Linked DNA regions of Bos taurus: region 2 is linked to region 1. Evidence: chromatin contacts called from public Hi-C data. All regions are on one chromosome and are shown on one strand. Each heading gives the region's core, a stretch centred on a gene start, on an enhancer-like site or on the middle of the called end of the contact. The rest is flanking DNA. Distances are from core to core; before and after follow the strand shown. Region 1 has its middle 270 kb from the start of SALL1. Region 2 has its middle 420 kb from the start of SALL1.

Region 1 (3,999 bases), core at 526-3,025:
GTTGCAGAGAATCAGACATGACTGAGTGACTGAACTGAACCGAACAATTACTTAGTTTTTTATTATTTATGATTATTGTTTATTTTATTAACAAAATAACTCTGGGAACAGAACTTCTTTTGACAAAGCTAGTTCTACAGGGGCTGAAGGCAAATTCAGTCACTTTTGCAGTGGGTGAAAGCTATGGTCAAAATCAGAATTATCCTTAGTATTTCCTTTTATAATAAGAAAAATTTTACCTTGGAACAAGGTTGCTCAACTAAAAACTACCTTTCCCAGCTTTCCTTGAAACTGCTGCTGCTGCTCCTAAGTCACTCCAGGCATGTCTGAAGTGCGACCCCATAGATGGCAGCCCATCAGGCTCCCCCGTCCATGGAATTTTCCAGGCAAGAGTACTGGAGTGGGTTGCCATTGCCTTCTCCGTTCCTTGAAACTAGATTTGGCTATACCAGTAGGTCCTGGTCAATGGAAAATGAGTGTAAATGAAGTATGGGGCTTCCTGGTGTGCACAGTCTCTCAGTTGTGTCTTACTCTTTGTGACTCCATAGACTGTAGCCCGGCCAGGCTCCACTGTCCATGGGATTTTCCAGGCCAGAATACTGGAGTGGGTTACCATTTCCTTCTCCAGGGGATCTTCTTGATCCAGAGTAGTGACCAAAAGGAAAGAGTGTGATCTCTCCTTTCCGTCTGTCTCTTTTCTCTGGCTGGAATGTGGCAGTGGTCGCAGAAACCAAGATGGCAGCTGACACTGAGAAGGCAGCTGCATGTTGGGATTGGCAGGGCAATAGGGAAAGATAGAAAGTTGGTGTGTCTGACACCACTCGGGTGCCATATTTGTTCTGGACCATCCAGAGAGCTTAACTTCTATCTTAGGTAAATCACTGCAATTGAGAGCTTTTATTGGCAGAGGCTGAACATGCTCTGGTTACTAGAGCTGAGGAGCCTCCGAGGCACAGTCTTGGAGGCAGGTTTCTGTCAGGGTCTCTGTACACACCACTCTTGCACACCCTACTCACACACTTCTAATACTTTGGAAGAAATATTGGATCATGACCCACTTACTTTTGGGTACCTATGCCATATGAGTTACAAGTTGAAAATTTCCACTAACAAAGAGAACTGGAAGACAGTCTCTCCATTGTCATTAATCATTGTATCCCTTGGTTAAGTCTCACTAGTGATTTCTCGTTGCATTGGACCAAAGTCCAAAGCCCTTACGTGGCCTTCAAGGTCCCACAGGATTTTGGCCCTGCCTACCTCCCCACCATCACCTCCTTCCATCTCCCTCTTACCCACTCTCTCTCTCTCTGCTTCAAGGCTGCCTTTTTCATTTCCCTGATGGCACTTGTCCATTTCTTCTACACGGTCTTCCCTCCCCCAGATCTTTTCAGGGTTAGACCTTTCTTCCCATCAATGGCTGAGTTTAAATGCCAACTTTTCACATAGCAAACCTATCTGAAGACGCATCTAGAAATGAGCTGAAGTCCCTGTTCACTTCTCTTCTCATGATTTTGCTTCATTTTTACTCGAGGTTTTCACCATCAGAAATCACCTTATTGATCTGTTTGCCTATTGTTTCCATCTCTGAGAATGTTCAGCTCCACGATGGTGTAGACTTAGTATCCCACTGCCAATAAAAGCACCTGATGCACTGTAGCTACTCCATAAATATGCACTGACTAATCGCAGCTTGAGCTTTCATGATGTCTGGACCATTGTGGTTCAAGTTGGACAGATGATGAAATGGAGGGACAGAATATGGAGGGAGAACACAGTGTTTCCTTAGAGCCTGGCACAAGAGCATCTACATTCCATGGTGTCAGCTCTGTAACACTGAGACTTTGTGTTCTAGGGACTAGAACCTTCCAGATTCCTCAAGTTGAAAGTCAGTAGCTCACCGATATTCCAGTCTCCATGAATATCTAATAATTTACACTGTTAATCCACCAAAGGGGTCTCCTATTACATTTACAAAAATAAAGGCTGACACCTGTGACCTACATTTTTTTTTACTCTTTTACATCTGAGTGTGGAAAAAAAAAATATTTTTGAACTCTGCTCTTGAGTAAGACTTCATTACAGCTGATGAATGACAAAGCAGTTCATCTTATCTGGAAAGCTTTTCCACGAAATACCAAGGGAGAAAAAAGCCAGAATAAAGATGTGAATAAATATATTGACAGAATTCAAAGACAAGATAACGGATTTGATCATGTTCCCGGCATCATGGCTGTGTGGGGGGCAGGGGGAAGGTTGCCAGAGCTGTGTTTGGTTATAGATTAATAATCCAAGGTACAAATGGTTCGGAACACATTAGAGAAAACATAAACTACAATATTCAACAAACTGGGGTTCAAAGGTTCCTGGAATTTGCAAAATGTTCTTGGTCATACATTTTTGAAAAGTGATGACACAATATGGAGTTTTTGAACTTTGCCACACAAACAACAAGTGGATTTTTGCTTGAATCACATTAAAAAGTAGTGCAGTTATTAACACACACACATAAAAAAAAAAAAAAGAGAGGGAGGAAGCTAAATGGAAAAGTTTGAAAGAGCCAACTATCAAGTTGCTAATAATTGAAGAATAATCTGATAATTCTATTGTAGAAAATGTCTCTTAGCTTATGTTCCTCACTGCACAGTGATTAAGAACCTGGCTTCGGGTTCAGTGTGTGGACCTTGTTTGTCTCTGATACTTATTGGCTCTACAGTCCCAGGCAAGTGACTGAGCTCATTTTATAGAAATATTTTTAAAACTCCATATCCTGTGCCAGGCACATTGAACCTCTTCCCGAATCCACTCTTATTTCTCTAATACATTCTTCACATTATAAACTGTTATCATCATAATACAGATAAGGTCACGATGTCACACTTCTTAAAAATTCTCAGTGTCTTTGCATGAAGGTAAAGATCAAAATTCTAAATGTGGCCTATAGGCTAAACATACCTTTGTTCTGCTTACTTCCCAGTCTATTCCCATGACCCTCTCCTGCTTTTCTCTTTGCTCCAGCCATGAGGGACATTTTTGAGTTCCTGCAATGTAGGCACCATATTTTTTTCCTGCCTCAGGATCTTTGCATCTGCTTGTCCATCTCCCAGGAATTCTCTTCCCACTTTCCTATTTTATCTTTTTGAGTTCAGTTTAACTGTAAAGTCCTCAGGGAGTGTCTCTTCACCACCTAGACTTTTCTGTACTACTTCTTTATTGCATGTACCCAGGTGGATACTAACAGTGACTTGTTCAGTCTGCTTTCCAACCAGGCTGGGTCCCCTGATAACAGGGTGGCACTGGACTTGTTCACTACTTCCCCAGCACTCAGCACAGAGCCTTGCACACACTAGGAACTCAATTACCATTCAGAGTGTGTAGAATGAAGACCTCAAGTTCTGAGCTAGTCCATTCCCTATAGGCTGTAGATCCCTAGGCTCCTCTGTCCATGGGATCCTCCAGGCAAGAATGCTGGAGAGGGTTGCTGTGTTTTCCAGGGGATCTTCCTGACCCAAGGATCAAACCTGCATCTTCTGTGGCTGTGCATTACAGGTGGATTCTTTACAGCTGAGCCACTGGGGAAGCCCCCTCCCCTGTAAACAATGGGCTAAAACTACCTCCTTTGCAGGTTCATTGTGAGGATTAAATGGAAAAAAATGAGTGAGTGCTTCGTCAACCACAAAGGACCATGCATACCAGTAAGGCATGATTATGATTGTTAAATATCTTTCAGGATCATTTCAAGTGCAAGTGACCAGAGATATAACTTAAATTGGCTTTTGCTAAAAATAAAGGACATTTTTTTGATATGTCTCTGAATAGCAATAAAGGGAGGATTCAGATGCTAAGATGGTATCAACAGAATTCTCTTTCTCTCCCCTTTCTGCTTTTCTCTTCTCTTTTCCTATTGTTTCCTTCTTCCCAAATCCACTCTTCTCTGATATATTCTTCACATATAAAGTGTTATCATTGTAACACAACTAAAGTCTGGCTTATTTCTGTCAT
Region 2 (3,999 bases), core at 869-3,368, 150 kb after region 1:
GTGTGTGTTGGTTGTTTCTGAGTCAGGAAAAGGTATTCACTTTCCAGCAAAAGCAAGGGTCCCACGCCATGCAGTCTCTGGCTGTCTTATTCAGAGGCCAAGATGGGGTCAGCGTGGAACTCTATTAGTATCAGGAAAAGAATGTGATGGTGGATGACGTGCTCTGAGCTTTAATGCTGGGCAAGTCAGGGGAATAAGTGCTTTGCATAAATTACCGCCCTTTACTTCTGAGGCAAGTGTCACACATATTCCCACTGCACTAGAAACCTGGAGCTAGGGGAAACTAAATTCAAAGTCAAATGGCTCAAAGGACTAGAGTGAGGGTTCAGGATTAGAATCTATGCTTGTCTAAAGACTGAAGAAAGTCAGACACAGAAGGAAAATATCACTTTTATGTGGAATCTAAAAAAGGGGGGGTACAAATGAACTTATTTATAAGACTAGAGTCACAGATGTAGAAAACAAATTTATGGTTAGCCGGGGGTTGGGGGGATAAACTGGTAGATTGGAATTGATATGTGCACCCTGCTGCTGCTGCTGCTGAGTCGCTTCAGTCATGTCCGACTCTGTGCGACCCCATATGTGAAATAAATGTCTAATAAGAACCTACTGTATAACATAGGGAACTCTACTCAATACTCTGTTATGACCTATATGGGAACAGAATTTAAAGAAAGACTGGATACATATATATGTGTAACTGACTTAACTGTGCATCTGAAACAAATACAATGTTATAAATCAACGATACTCCCATAAAATTTTTTTGAAATAAAAAATAAATTTAAAGCTATCATTAGCAATTACACCTTGAAAATTGTTTCTTTTAATGACAAAGCAAGCACACCAAACAGAAACCTGTCAGGGGTTACCACTGTACCAGTTGGCGCCCAGAGGCCCTGAGTGAGCGTCACATGCTCACAGGGAAGTCAGTGGAGGTTAAGGACACAAACAGCCGCGTCTCTGAGGACAGGAGGAGGCGAGAGACAGCCGTGACTCAGGACCGGCTAGTTATCCAGAACGTGGACTCCTCTGCAGGCAGTTTTTTTGTGTGTTTGTTTTCTCCTTCCTCACTGGATGACAGGGGCTGGTGAGTGTTAGTTGCTCAGTCGTGTCCAATGCTTTGCTACCCCAGGGTGGATGGTAGCCCACCAGATTCCTCTGTCCATGGGATTCTCCAGGCAAGAATACTGGAGTGGGTTGCCATTTCCTTCTCCAGGGCATCTTCCCAACCCAGGGCTCAAACCCAGGTCTCCCACATTTCAGGAAAATTCTTTACTGTTTGAGCCAGCAGGGAAGCCAATAGGGGCTGGAGTTGGGGAGGAGGTTGGCAAAAGACCAAGTGGAAGCGAAGCCTCGTGTATCAGCATCACGGAAGAGCCTATACTATAGCCAGCTGTGGCCACAGTGCTACATGGGTCACACCCATGAGAAGGACCTGACATCACTTCTCTGAACAATGGCTCAGGGAGCTAGTACAACATTAGAAGAGCTGCAACTTTAGACTCTGGGGTCTATGCACAAGTTCCCAAAGGTAGGCTAGGAAATCATTTTATCAACAAAACTTTCCATCCCAAAGGGTAGGAGTCATTCTCCTAGTTTTTACTGCATGTTATCTAGGGAATCATGATACTTGAAAATCCTGGAAAATTCCATTGTGATTGTCTGTCTCTTAGGAGGAAGGCAGGAGAAATGGCAGAATCTCAGCAGAAATTAAGGCTACCATTATCCTGTTAGGCTGCACCTAAAATGATTTTGTCGGATTTTGTCTCATTTCCTCTCCTGTTGCAAATCTCTCAGGCATTGGACCTGAGAGTCATCTTCTCTGAGCTTCCTGTTCTGGCAAGAAGTTGGAGGAGACTTTAGAAATCAGGTGAGTCTCCTAGTTCTACATGCCATTCATTAAAACTGCTCCCAATGATCCCAGGCAGATCGCAGGCTTTGATGGGGAACTGAGCCACTGGGCACTTGCCAGCCGCTCATTTTAGTGGTGAAGACAGGGAGTCAGAGAGGAGAAGTGATTGGCTGCATATTTAACAGGGAGATAGTGGAGAACCCTTCCCGGAAGCCAGGCGACCCCACAGCCAGAGCCATGCTCTTTCCACTGTGTCATGTTGTCCCCTCCCTAGTCGCTTCTGGGGTGTGACTCATGGTGAGAGCGAATCCTTGGACTCTGCCCTCCCAGGGCTTCTTTCCAGCAAATGTCAGTTTCCGGTTTTGAGGAATGAAGGGAGAATTCCAAGAAATCAAATGTTTGTAAACTAGAGGACTTTGTGTTGTTTCTAGCTTAACCCCTCACTCACCAGTTCCATTTAAGCAAATAGCAGAGCTAGAAGTAATGGAACATTTTGAAGTGAGTCAGCTAGAGTAAGCAAGACAAAAAATCCTTATAGTCATAATATTGGGGGTGGAGAAAGTTCTAAATAGGTCTGGCACATTGAGTTTTGCCTTATTCTACCTGTGTGGCTGCTGTAACACCATAGAGGGATTTAAGAAATGACATTCTGTCTTACCCAGCACATTCATGTTGAAAACTGCAGTACATCAAGACTCTTTGCTTACAAGGAATAGCAATCAACTGAGACTAGCTCAAGCAGAATGGAGACAGTATTGAACAAATACAAAAGTCTCTTCCAGAACAAGAAATACAAAAGAATCAGGATGTAGCAAATTAGAGACAGAAGTGCTTCCATCTTTTCTTCCAGGGTGCCATGATGTCTTTCTTTTGATTCTCTTTATGACACTTTTTTATTCTTTCCTGTTTCTATCAGGTGGTACTCTTAGTCACAAAGAAGAGAAATTTTAGCTGTATCAGGAGGACAATATGACCTTACACTTTTTCTTTCCTTTTTTCTTTTATCAAAATATAGTTGATTTACAATGTTGTGCTAGCTTCAGGTGTATGGCACTCTGATTCAGTTTTATGTACGTGTGTGTGTGTATACATATATATATACACACATACTCAGTCATGTTCGACACTTTGCGGCCCTTTGAACTGTAGCCTGCCAGGCTCCTCTGTCCATAGGATTTCCCAGGTGAGAATACTGGAGTGGATTGCCATTTCCTTCTCCAAGGTATCTTCCTGACCCAGGAATCAAACCCACGTCTCCTGCATCTCCCTCACTGCCAGGGGATTCTTTACCCTCTGAGCCATCTAGGAAGCTTACACATATATATGAATCCCTTTTCAGATTCTTTTCCCTTATAGGTTATTATAAAATATTGAGTAAAGTTCTTGGTGCTACACAAGTCGGTCCTTGTTGTTCACCTACTTTATATATAGGAGTGTGTATATGTTAACCCCAAACTCTTAATTTATCTCTCCCCGCTCCACCCACAAATAAGATCAATTTTAGCTGTACTGGGAGGGCACTCTGGTCTTACCATTTTCATCCAGTCCAGGCTATGATTATACTTTGGTCACTTTGGCTTTAAAGCAGTGCCGGTGCGGGGCTGTGGGGTGGGTGGGGGGGAGGGGGCAGGGGAGGAAACCTGTAGCTTCTTCCTTTGTGTTCCCCAGGGTTTCATTCTGTACCTCCTCCTCCCATTCTTTCTGGATGCCCAGGAGAGCTGCCCTTGTAGAAGGGGGGAAACTGGGGTGATTGGAACTTTTTGTGTTTCATTTCAAAAGAAAAGTTAATTTTATTATGAGCAGATTATTTTGAAAGTGACAACTTTGCAGCTGGAAACTTCTTTTTTACTCCTTTAATCTTAATAACTACCACTCTTTGGATTGCTTATTATGTGGCAGGCTCTAAGCATTTCCCGTATGTTGGCTCATTTAATCCTCATGAAAATCCAATATGGAAAGGCATCTATGGGTCTCCCTTTGCAATTCAGGAAACTGAGGCACAGGGAACTTTTGTCCAAGGTGGAGGTGGGATTTGAACCCTGGCAGCCTAGCTCCAGAGCCTGTGCATTCAACTACTATGCTAAGTAAGCATGCACTTTGCACATGTCATCTATTAAATCACACAAAAGCCATGAGTGGTCTTC

Evidence for each region. A called contact is a pair of places that touch in the nucleus more often than the background predicts.
Region 2: a contact with region 1 is called in a Hi-C map of liver, with 4 times the contacts expected there. The contact joins two enhancer-like sites. A contact is called at or near these places in 2 of 11 Hi-C or Micro-C datasets (liver and skeletal muscle).

What each region holds. Positions count from the first base shown.
Region 1 is chr18:19,826,791-19,830,789 of ARS-UCD2.0, forward strand. No RefSeq gene overlaps it. Among named protein-coding and RNA genes, the nearest start is that of SALL1, 270 kb to the left of the region's middle. Within about 2 kb of position 1,776, at least 1 of the 102 cell types and tissues checked has an H3K27ac peak or open chromatin away from gene starts, as enhancers often do. A contact at or near this core is called in liver, where this site is marked.
Region 2 is chr18:19,973,778-19,977,776 of ARS-UCD2.0, forward strand. No RefSeq gene overlaps it. Among named protein-coding and RNA genes, the nearest start is that of SALL1, 420 kb to the left of the region's middle. Within about 2 kb of position 2,119, at least 7 of the 102 cell types and tissues checked have an H3K27ac peak or open chromatin away from gene starts, as enhancers often do. A contact at or near this core is called in liver, where this site is marked.